Linked DNA regions of Mus musculus: region 2 is linked to region 1. A link is a contact called in public Hi-C data. All regions are on one chromosome and are shown on one strand. The core of a region is the stretch at or near the end of the contact, and the rest is flanking DNA. Distances in the headings are between cores, read along the strand shown. Region 1 overlaps Tmod3 (tropomodulin 3). Region 2 has its middle 38 kb from the start of Eef1a1.

Region 1 (5,458 bases), core at 1,756-4,255:
AGTTAATCCCCTCCACCGTGTTCCAGCCAATCACAAAGACTGCTGTTCTTCAGAAACCTCATTTTAGTAGATGTTTCCTTCATCTTGTTTTTTTTTTAACTGCATATAATAAAAAGTAATTTCTGTATCATAGGTTATCTCTATCACCTTAGCGTTAGTTAGAATGAGGGTTTGATCTGTACAGTGGGGTTGGGTGAGGCTGCCCACCGATGCCCTGCTAGAGGACTTTCGTCTGTATCTATGCTCTGCCCCATGCAGCTCCTACAGGAGTGGCAGAGGCACACACAGCAGACAGTGGAGAGGAAGAAGGCCCAGGGAAGCACGAACAAGTCGACGGTTGCTTAAACCATGCCAGTGCTGGCCTGTGAAGTATTATACAACTGAAGAAAAGACTTCATCAGTAACGAGAGTGTGAAGTCATCTGATTGAATAGATATCTTTTAAGAATTATAATGGAGAACAGTGTTTACCTTGATCTTTACAAGTCTGGCACCTCATTTTGGTAGCAGTATTTTTAAATTCCTCTGAGATTTTTATGACATGGTAATAAATTAGGACTTTGTAATAGTTTTAATTTTAAGCTAGAGATTTTTCTAAACCTTCAAGTTTTATGCATGATTATCTAAGAGAATATTCTTCACATTTTTAAATTGCCCTTTTAAAAAGCCTTAAATTGCCCATTTTGTAAAACTATATATTCATATTTGTCTCAAATTATAATTTTCAGTATGTCTACATGAAATTGTATACATTAAATTCACCATTAGTAGCTAATATTCATGCCTTGAAAATAGATTTGGTGCTCTACACTTACAGCCAAAACCTACTATAAGTAGGTTTAAAGAATACATAAAATACATTTTCCTACGGTGCCTGTCATTTCAAAGACCAAATAAACATTTTGTGTTAAACATATTAGCAGACTGTTGGTCATTTCAAGGAGGATGTTTGTGATCCTTAAGTGGCACGTTTTCACCAATGAAATGAGCTGTGTCCTTTACAAGGGGTGCAATCCTGAAAAGTTACATGTAAATAGAACTTTAAAAATTGTTTTATGGGCTGGTGAGATGGCTTAGAGGGTAAGAGTCCTGACTGCTCTTCTGGAGGTCCTGAGTTCAAATCCCAACAACCACATAGTGGCTCACAACCATCCGTAATGAGACCTGATGCCCTCTTCTGGTGTGTCTGAAGACAGCTACAGTGTACTTACATATAACAATAAATAAATCTTTTTTAAAAAATGTTTTATAACTGATAGTCCCTTCATGTGTTTTCTTTAAAGGTGATATAATAAAATTATAAAAGAAGAATGTCTGAAAAAAATATTAGCTGTATGCCACATTATGTTTAACCTTTATTGCCACTAAAATAAGAAGTTATTAAGCTTCATAAAACCTTATGGTTCCCGGGACTGGCTGGCTTTTTCTGTATAAAGTCAGGAACCACTGTTACCTCTCAGCAGATGAGTAATGGCTCACCTGGAATTACAGCCACCGCCAGCCTGGAGCCTTGCAGTGTCTGGCTGTACTCCTCCAGCGCAGCTTCGCTTTGAACAGCATCAACTGGAGACGTGGCACCAAAGAGAAACGAACTGTGGGTATCTGAGAGTCAACAGTTGCTGTTGCTGCCAGGCACGGGTGTGACTTCTTGGATCTGAACATGTTCAGAACTGTCTTGTCCGTCAGCTCTCACGGGTCGCTCGCTCACTTCAGTGGGTGTCCTGTTTCCTTTACTGCACTGTTATTTGGTTCCATGAGTTCCCTGTAAAAAGTCAAGCATGGGACCTGGAGAGATGCCTCCATCACTAAGAGAACTGACTGCACCAGGCTGTGGTGGTGCCACCTTTAGTCCCAGCACTCAGGAGGCAGAAACAGACAGGTCTCTTGAGTTCGAGGCTAGCCTGGTGTACAGAGCAAGTTCTAGGACAGCCAGAGCTACACAGAGAAGCCCTGTCTTGATAAAAAACAAACAACATAGCACTGGCTGCTCTTCACAGGTCCCAGGTTTGGTTCCCAGCACCCATAGCAGGCAGCTCACTCCAGTTCCAGATATAGTGCCCTCTTCTGGCCTCTGTAGGCACCTGCACGTATATGGTGCACAAGCAGAGACGCGGCCACACACACAAATAACAAAAACTGAACATTATGCAGATTTTTATAGTAAACATGTATAACATTTCGTTAGTTTTCAACTTCACCTTGCAGTTTATCGTTTGAAGGACCAACCTTGGAGGTTAGCTTATAAAAAGACACTTCTTCTAAGTAAATCGTTTTAATGGATGCCACATATTATCTTTGGTTTTTCTTTTGTCATGTGTTTTAGAAAGCCTTCAATAACTGTAAAGAATTGGACCTAGGACCCCAGCTTTCAAAGCTGGGTGAAAATAGACTAACCGATACACATTCACTCCCTTAGGGTGACCCCCCTCACCCAGAAAGACTTCATTCCTTTTTCTACGTTGTCAGTGTTTAGATACAGAGCAAATAATTCCCATAAAAATCTTCCAGATATTATAGTTTATATATTCAGACAAGTTTAAAAGCAAATTACCAATACTTTTCTAAATATTATTTGTATGTGTATATGCACGCACACGGTGTTTTTAAAACTCAGTTTTTTTAAAAGCTCTTTTTAAAGTTCTTTTTTAAAAGTTCTTTTTAAAGCTCAGTTTGTTTATTTCCAACCCTTAATCCAGAGAGCCCAGTTACAGTTTTCACGAGGGCAAAGAATGTTCTTCCTATCTTGTTTTCATTCCAGTAGTTAGACTCTATAGACTCCCACCTGAATAAACAAAGTGACAGGAACTCCTAATGATTCGGATGCCTCCACTTTGGTTACTAAGAAAACACAGTTGAGTCCATGAAGGGTCAAGGCAGCTGGATGTGCAGGCTTGAACCACTCTGCACACTTCATAGAACGTGCGAGTGCTAGCACTAGTCAGGGCTAGTCTGGCTTCCCGTGAAGGCTTCCAGCCTGCGTGCTCCAGTGTCCGCTCTTAGCCTTTCCGTCTGTGGCACTGATGGCCCTTGCCCTCCAGGTGGTGCAGAAGGTGCTGTGCGTTTTGTTCATCTCCTGGGTCTACCCGGCATACTCATTGTGTCGTGTCTTATGCTCTCCAAACAAGATCCATGCTTGGGTTTGCTTCCTGCAGTATTAGTGAGGGTTTCTGTTGCTCATACTTTTAGAGGTTTAGTCCATTATTGTCATTGCAGGAAGTATGGCGGCACACAGGCATACACGGTATTGGAGAAGGAGCTGAGAGTTCTACACCCAGATCAGAATGCACCGGGGAGAGAGTGACACTAGGACTGGCTTGAGCTTCTGAGCCCACCCCCAGTGCCACACTTCCTCCAACAAGGCCACACCTCCTAATAGTGCCACTCCCTGGTGGCCCAGCATTCAAATCTGAGTTCTTGGAGGGCCATTCCAGTTCAAACCACATCATCCAACAGCCATTCCCACCTCAGAGAATACAACTCCCCTACACAGAAGTAAAACCAAGCCCCTTGTCTAAGTCTCACCTCCCGTCATGCTTTCACCCCTTGCTCCCTCTTTGCAGCAGGCAACAGAAGCTTTCCAGGGAAAGCAACAGCCTCTGCAACTGGTCCACATGATTCTGGTATGAGGCAGAGCTACTCCTCCATGTGCCAAGAGCCTAGTTTCTCCAGGTTGGATTTGTTCAGGGAAAGACTACTCAGTAGCCCTCAAAACAGTATTTTCTCCAATGGTTAGAGGTGGCCGAGAACAGGACCATGTGTTACTACTGGGCATCACTTTATGTCTTGTCTCAGTCTTAGCTCCGTAAGACCTCTCATGTATTGCGGTTGACACCATTTCCTCCTCAGTCATCCAGCAACATGTGCCTTTTTAAAGAGCCTGTCTTAGGGTTTCACTGCTGTGAAGAGACCCTGACCAAAGCAACTTTTAACAAGGACAACATTTAACAGGTTCAGAGGTTCAGTCCATTATCATCAAGGTGGGAGCATGACAGCATCTAGGCAGGCATGGCGTTGGAGGAACTGAAAGTTCTACATCTTGTTCCAAAGGCAAACAGAAGATGGACTCCTCAAGTAGCTGGGAGGAGGGTCTCAAAGTCCACCTCTACAGTGAGTGACACACTTCCTCTAAGGCTGCACCTCCTAACAGTGCTACTCCTTGGGCTAAGCATATTCAAAGCACCACAGGCCTGACAGTGAAGTTCCCATTTAGCCACAGGAGGACACTGCAGCCTTCTGCTCCTGAGGGTGCAGCATCCCAGGTACCGCCTTGCAGGCGGACTGAAAACCTGACAGGTTTCTGTGAGCACAAGTCTTTAGGCTTTCCACCCCGGGAACCGAAATCTCCGCAGGGTCATCCTTTGCCTTCTCTTGTGCCTTCTCTGTAAATACTATTCTGATATCACGTGAAATTTCAATCCTGAAGGTTGGAGAGCCAAGGCCTGGGTGCCAGCAGATTGCGATCCAGTTTACAAATGGTGTCCCTGCTGCGTGCCATGTGGCAGAACAAGCAGCAGCAAGTGTAGTGAGAGCGTTTGTTTCTTTTAAAACCCCAGCTATGTTAGATGAATATATTTTTGTATTACTCCCAGGTGTGAGATATATGACTGCTTCAGATTGTCCACAGCAGCTGACTCTGATTTGTCTACATGCTCTAGCAGGAGAATGTTCTGCCAGCTGAAGATAGTATACATTTGGAATTCTGGGGACTCTGGACAGGGAATAAAAACTCCAGAGCCTAAAGAGAGGAAGCTGCTGCTGCGGTTTGTCAGGTGGCCGTAAGCAAAGAAACGAGGAGGAATTGGATATCCTGACAAAGATAAGCATTGCCCCTAGGGACCTGATGCCCCTAATCAGCAGGAAGTAGTTTAAAGAATCTACACCCTGTGTTTCTCTTCTAGCTTTCTCTCTTGCCTACCTAATGCTGGGGAGTTGAAAGGGATTGGGGTGAAGGGTGGTAGGTAACAAACAAACAAACAAAACAAGCAAACAATAAAGTAGCCAAAAAGTATGCCTGCAAGTGGCACCAAGATGAGCTGGGCAGAATAGGAAACTTGGTTTCTAATGCAGCAGAGGAGAAAGCAGGGTATGAAGGAATGGATGTTCTATTTCAGGATGTCAGCAAGAGGCTTATTGCAGCTACTGCCATAGGGTTCTCCCCTGCTTTGCTCCCAAAAAGGATTCTCTATTTCTTCTTCCTATTTCTGTCTCAAAAAAAAAAAAAAAAGTGAGGAGGATGGGTGAGTGGAAATGAAGGAATTGGAGAAACGAAAAAATGGATGAAATGAGAAAACTAGAAGAGACACCATTGTTGGTACCAGGTCCTCCAAAACCTGTGACATCACATAGGCAACAGCGTGACCTATACACAACAATGGTCAACATATTCCCAGAATCCATTGGGCTCACCTCCCACCTTTACCTGTAACCACATCACTATCCATACATATAAGAGGAATGCC
Region 2 (5,458 bases), core at 1,020-3,519, 3.0 Mb before region 1:
TTGGGAGGCAGAGGCAGGCGGATTTTTGAGTTCGAGGCCAGCCTGGTCTACAGAGTGAGTTCCAGGACTGCCAGGGCTACACAAAGAAACCCTGTCTCAAAAATAAATTAATTAAATAAATAAATAAATAAATAAATAATAAAGCTAGAAGAGTTAGAAGCATAAGAACTCAGTCTGCGGGCTGGTGAGATGGCTCAGTGGGTAAGAGCACCCGACTGCTCTTCCGAAGGTCCAGAGTTCAAATCCCAGCAACCACATGGTGGCTCACAACCATCTGTAACGAGATCTGATTCCCTCTTCTGGAGTGTCTGAAGACAGCTACAATGTACTTACATATAATAAATAAATAAATCTTTAAAAAAAAAAAAAAAAAAAAGAACTCAGTCTGCTTCCTATTTGAGAAAGCTCACTTAGGGAGAAAGAAACCTGTACTCTGACCAGATCATCAACACCAGCCACTTCCCCTAGAGGACGGGCCGCTGCTGGGTCAGGTTTTCCTGGAGGAGGAGGACGACTTGGGGGTTCTGGCTGTGGACTTAGAACGTGAGATAGGAGGGGAAGGGGCTGGAGAAGTTGGCTCTGGTGAGGAGAAACTGAGGCGGCGGGTCTGCGGGGGCCCGGAGGTGGCTTGTTGGCGGGATCGAACGTTGTAGCGTCATCTAGTGGAGGCTGTGTAGGTTTCATGTCTAAGAGAAACTGGGTTGAGGTGCAGGAAGAACAGAGAGACGGTTGAGAGCCAAGGTAGATGAAAGCTTGAACATATGAAACCTCACTCCATTTACCGGACTGCTGGCAGTATGTATGGAGATCTCTTAAAACGATCAGGTCTAGCGTGCCATTAGGTGGCCATTTGGAATTATCTAAAGGGTACTGAATCCAGACCTTATTGCAGAGGTGTATCAGTTTTGAGCGCCTCAAATCGGGCGTTAATTTCAGAGATTTGAAATTTTCCAAGAGGCAGCCATTGGGTGGGAGGGTAGTTACTGAGCAATCCGTACCGGCGTCCCAGAGGACTGCCCAGCAACACTGGTTGATAGTACGGCCAAGCTAGAAATTCAGGTCGTCAGGAGAATTTCTAGGGACCACGGCGGTGACGTTTCCCGGAAACGTCAGAAAGCAATCCAACCTAGTACTAGGAATTTTCTGGCCGCTGCAAGAGCTCAAGGGATTTATGAATTGCCTTCGAGAAGGGGGTTCACCCACGGGCCTATATCCTAACTCGTAGGTCAGTCAGGAGGCCGGTCATAAGGACCAGGGCATTGAAAGCCAACCCTTAGCCCAAAAGAGGCTGGCTGGGCGCTATCTGGGCATAGAGGGTTCCTCCCACTAACTGGAGAAACTCCTTACCAACCAGTATGCCGGTGTGTGTTTGCAGGATTCTGCAGTCCGGTAGCAGGAAGTGTGGAACCCTTTGGTTGGCTGGCCAGAGGCCAGTTCCACGTGGTAGTCCACGGAGGCACATCCCACGTGGTAGAAACCTGTGAGTCTCGAAGCAATGGAAATCCACGCGGGAGATTATGGCAGGTGCTAGCAGATGGAGTCCACATGGTGTAGCAGTGGCTGCAGGCGGTGGCAGTGTTATGGTCGCACCGGTGGCGGTGGCGCCGGCGGCCGCCCGGGTTCTACAGCTCCCCTGTGTAACGACCACCAAAGTCACAGCACCAATGCTGGTATCGGCAGCGGCAGCTCCACACAAGGCCAAAAAGTTCCACGGGAGGTCTATTGAGAGGGGAAAAGGGCAAGGTGGCAGCGGAAAGAAAAGAAGGGGAGAGAGCGCGAGGAAGGGGCGTTCTCCTTATTTAAGTAGAAAATAACACAAAGGTGGAAGGTGAGCCAAGTGAATGCTGGGAAGATGGTGCCTGTTGTCTTGGCAACCGGTCTGGAGGTCGCAGGTCCAGCTGTGGCCTATGTGATGTCATAGGTTTGGAATGTCCTGATGCCAATAGCCTAGGCTACACATTGAAGCCTTATCTTAAGGGGGGAGGGGCCGTTTAAGGAACAGGGAGAAATGCCAATAGAATCTGTTAAACGATAGCTTTTCTTGTGGAAGAGCGTCTGCCCGTCTGTAGCCTGAAGAACGGTCCAGACTGGAACAGGCTGCCCCTGAGTATTTCTAGGAATTTCCCTAAGCCCACCGCCACCCCAGGGCTGCTATTTTCTTCCCAGCACTGCTTGGACCCTATGTAATTTGAGCCCAGACTTCCCAGCTCACTCAAAGTACAATCTTTGCTAGGGAAAAAGAGGCTCTGCCTCAGGCGGACTCCAGGGAACACAGCCAGTGTTCCCTTCCCCTAGTGTCTCCGCCACCTGTCCACAACAGCTCACAGGTACTCAAGCTCAGGGCGCCTTCCAAATAAAAGGCTGCTTTTTATTTGTTCAGGTCTCTGCGGATACTGAAACCTACAATAGACCATCAATTCCCCATACCCTGGTATGCATCGATTTCATCACCTCTCTGTTGTTTTGTTTTGCTTTGTTTGTTTTGTTTTGTTTTGTTTTGTTTTGTTTTTCAAGACAGGGTTTCTCTGTATAGCCCTGTCTTGGAACTCACTTTGTAGACCAGGCTGGCCTTGAACTCAGAAATCCACCTGCCTCTGCCTCCCAAGTGCTAGGATTAAAGGCGTGGGCCACCACGCCGGGCACCTCTCTGTTTTCTAGAGATGATATGGCCAGGTGATTTACCAACTAAACCCAGATTTAATTTTTTTTAAAATTTATTTTATGTGTGTGGTGGTTTGAATGAGAAGAACAGGCTTTCGGCTATAATCACTCTTTGCCTTATTTCCTTGATACAGCGTTATGCTGGGTAGTTTTTTTTGTTTTGGTTTGTTTTAAGATTTATTTATTATGTGAGTACACTGTAGCTGTACGGATGGTTGTGGGCCTTCATGTGGTTGTTGGGAATTGAAGTTTTGTTTTTTTGTTTTTTTAAGGACCTCTGCTCACTCTGACCCAAAGATTTGTTTATTATTATACATAAGCACGCTGTAGCTGACTTCAGATGCACCAGAAGAGGGCGTCAGATCTCATTATGAGATGGTTGTGAACCACCATGTAGTTGCTGGGATTTGAACTAAGGACCTTCTGAAAGAGCAGTCGGTGCTCTTACCCGCTGGATAGGTTTTGTTTGTTTGTTTGTTTGTTTGTTTGTTTGGTTTGGTTTTTCAAGACAGGGTTTCTCTGTGTAGCCCTGGCTATCCTAGAACTCATTTTGTAGACCAGGCTGGCCTCGAACTCAGAAATCCACCTGCCTCTGCCTGAGTGCTGGGATTAAAGGCATGCGCCACCACGCCCAGCTTTGGATAGTTTTATATCAACTTGACACAAACTATAGTCATCCGAGAAGAGGGACCCTCAATTGAGAAAAAGCCTCCTGAAGATCAGGCTGTAGCCAGACCTGTAGGGCATCTTCTTAATTAGCGACCTATGAAAGAGGGCCCATCGAGGGTGGGCACACTTCTGGGCTGGTGCTCCTGGGTTCTCGTTGTTGTTGCTGTTGTCATAGGTTTTCTCTGTGTAGCCCTAGCTGTCATGGATCTCACTCTGAATACTAGGATGGCCTAAGCTGAAAGATCAGCCTACTTCTGCCTCCTAGCAGAGTGCTGTGATTAAAGGCATGCGCCAGCACCTGTCATTGTTGTCTTTCTTTTTTATTATTCTTCTTTTTTTCTTTTTTTTTTTTTTCAGTATAAAATGAAGTTTATTTGGGGTATGGGAAGGGAGATTAAGAAAGGAGTAGAGCAGAGAAAGAGGAGATAGAGAAGGACAGAGAGGGGGAGAGGGGGGGGGAAGAGAGGGGGAGCTGGGGGAGAGGGGGGAGAGGGAGGGGTTGAGGGGGAGAGGCTGACCAGAAACACCTGGGCAGGTAGGGGAGGGGAATGGGGGGAGTGGCCTGAGAGGTCAGAGAGAAAAGGGTCAGAGAGAGGCCATTGTCTTCCTTTACCCTAGAATTTATGATCTTCCTGCTTCCCTCTCCCAAGCACTAATATTACAAACCTGTGTCACCATACCTGGCTCTGTACACTGTCTTGTCTATGATTATTACTTACACAAGGTGTCTAGGGAAAGTAGATATGCTTCCATGTAACTTTCTAGCTGCCTAGATGTATGTGGTTAGCAATAACAGACCAAATTTTTTTCTCAACACCAAAAAAAAAAAAAATTTTTTTTGGAGACAACGTCTTACCATGTAGCCCTGGCTGGCCTGAAACTCACAGTGTAGACATGTTTAGTTCCAATTCACCGATCAGCCTGCCTCCGCCTCCCAAGTGCTGGGATTTGTTGAAGGTCTGTACCACCATGGCCAGCATCTCAACACATACTTCATAACACATACTCTATGCGGACAGTATGCGTTTAAGAACTTTACCTTCAGCCGGGTGTGATGGCGCACGCCTTTAATCCCAGCACTCGGGAGGCAGAGGCAGGCAGATTTCTGAGTTCAAGGCCAGCCTGGTCTACAAAGTGAGTTCCTGGACAGCCAGGGCTACACAGAGAAACCCTGTCTCGAAAAGACAAAAAAAAAAAAAAAAAAAAAAAAGAACTTTACCGTTCATAACTCATTAAATCCTCAGGATAACTCTAGGAAGCAAGCAGTGTCGTTATTCTTGTTTCACACCTGGGAATTTGAAACTGTCCAAACCTCACATTAGGGGACAGAAGCCAGTGTACTACCAAAGCTACATGATGCTCACCCAACCTCTGAATGCTTCCTCAGCAAGGTTGAACTCGCTCCAATAGGATCCTTAGCTCATGTAATAAAATATGTTTCCTGCAGCACATGCCTCTAATAAATGCTCCCTAGAGCCATCCCAAAATAAGCCTGCCACTAGGTTCACGTCACTGCTGTAAGACTCTTTTTTTTTTTTTAAAGATTTATTTATTTATTAGATGTAAGTACACTGTAGTTGTCTTCAGATACACCAGAAGAGGGCATCAGATCTCATTATGGGTGGTTGTGAGCCACCATGTGGTTGCTGGGATTTGAACTTCGGACCTTCAAAAGAGCAGTCGGGTGCCCTTACCCACTGAGCCATCTCACCAGCCCCTGTAAGACTCTTAATTAGGGTCCAGTGACTTTTTCTGGTGCCCAGATGGGGCACAAACGAGACCAGAGGAACAATTCCTCCCAGGTCTAACTGAAGCAGACTTTAAGAGGTTGCTTGGAGTGGCTTGTAGGTTATTACAGGAACATGGATGGCTGAAGACATAGGCATCCCAGAAAGCACAGGGCAGCTCCAGCTCTGGGGACAGTTCCCAAAAGCAGCAGCTAGTTCTGTTCGCCCTGCTGCCTGCCAGGCTGGTTGCTGAGCCTCCTTCCCTGCCACTGTTACAATGTATAGAAGCTTGGGGATGCTGTCTGAAATCTGTCAGTGTCCTGCACTTTCTGACACTGATAAATTGGAAATGTTTCTGGTATAGGGAGTAGCTACATAATAGCTGATGGGAGAGTTTCCTC

Evidence for each region. A called contact is a pair of places that touch in the nucleus more often than the background predicts.
Region 2: a contact with region 1 is called in a Hi-C map of nephron progenitors, with 33 times the contacts expected there. The contact joins two enhancer-like sites. A contact is called at or near these places in 2 of 39 promoter capture datasets (both in embryonic stem cells), 1 of 15 datasets of contacts at CTCF or cohesin (embryonic stem cells), 20 of 484 Hi-C or Micro-C datasets (the C2C12 cell line, CD4 T cells, the G1E-ER4 cell line and 10 more), 17 of 115 datasets of contacts at active chromatin or transcription factors (astrocytes, differentiating embryonic stem cells, embryonic stem cells and 3 more) and 2 of 9 other capture datasets (embryonic stem cells and liver).

Annotation. Positions count from the first base shown.
Region 1 is chr9:75,493,573-75,499,030 of GRCm38.p6, reverse strand. It overlaps Tmod3 (tropomodulin 3), which reads left to right. Exons shown (of 10, transcript NM_016963.2): 10 at 1-1,247. Among named protein-coding and RNA genes, the nearest start is that of Gm7972, 28 kb to the right of the region's middle. Within about 2 kb of position 3,005, at least 15 of the 459 cell types and tissues checked have an H3K27ac peak or open chromatin away from gene starts, as enhancers often do. A contact at or near this core is called in nephron progenitors, where this site is marked.
Region 2 is chr9:78,517,047-78,522,504 of GRCm38.p6, reverse strand. No RefSeq gene overlaps it. Among named protein-coding and RNA genes, the nearest start is that of Eef1a1, 38 kb to the right of the region's middle. Within about 2 kb of position 2,269, at least 219 of the 459 cell types and tissues checked have an H3K27ac peak or open chromatin away from gene starts, as enhancers often do. A contact at or near this core is called in nephron progenitors, where this site is marked.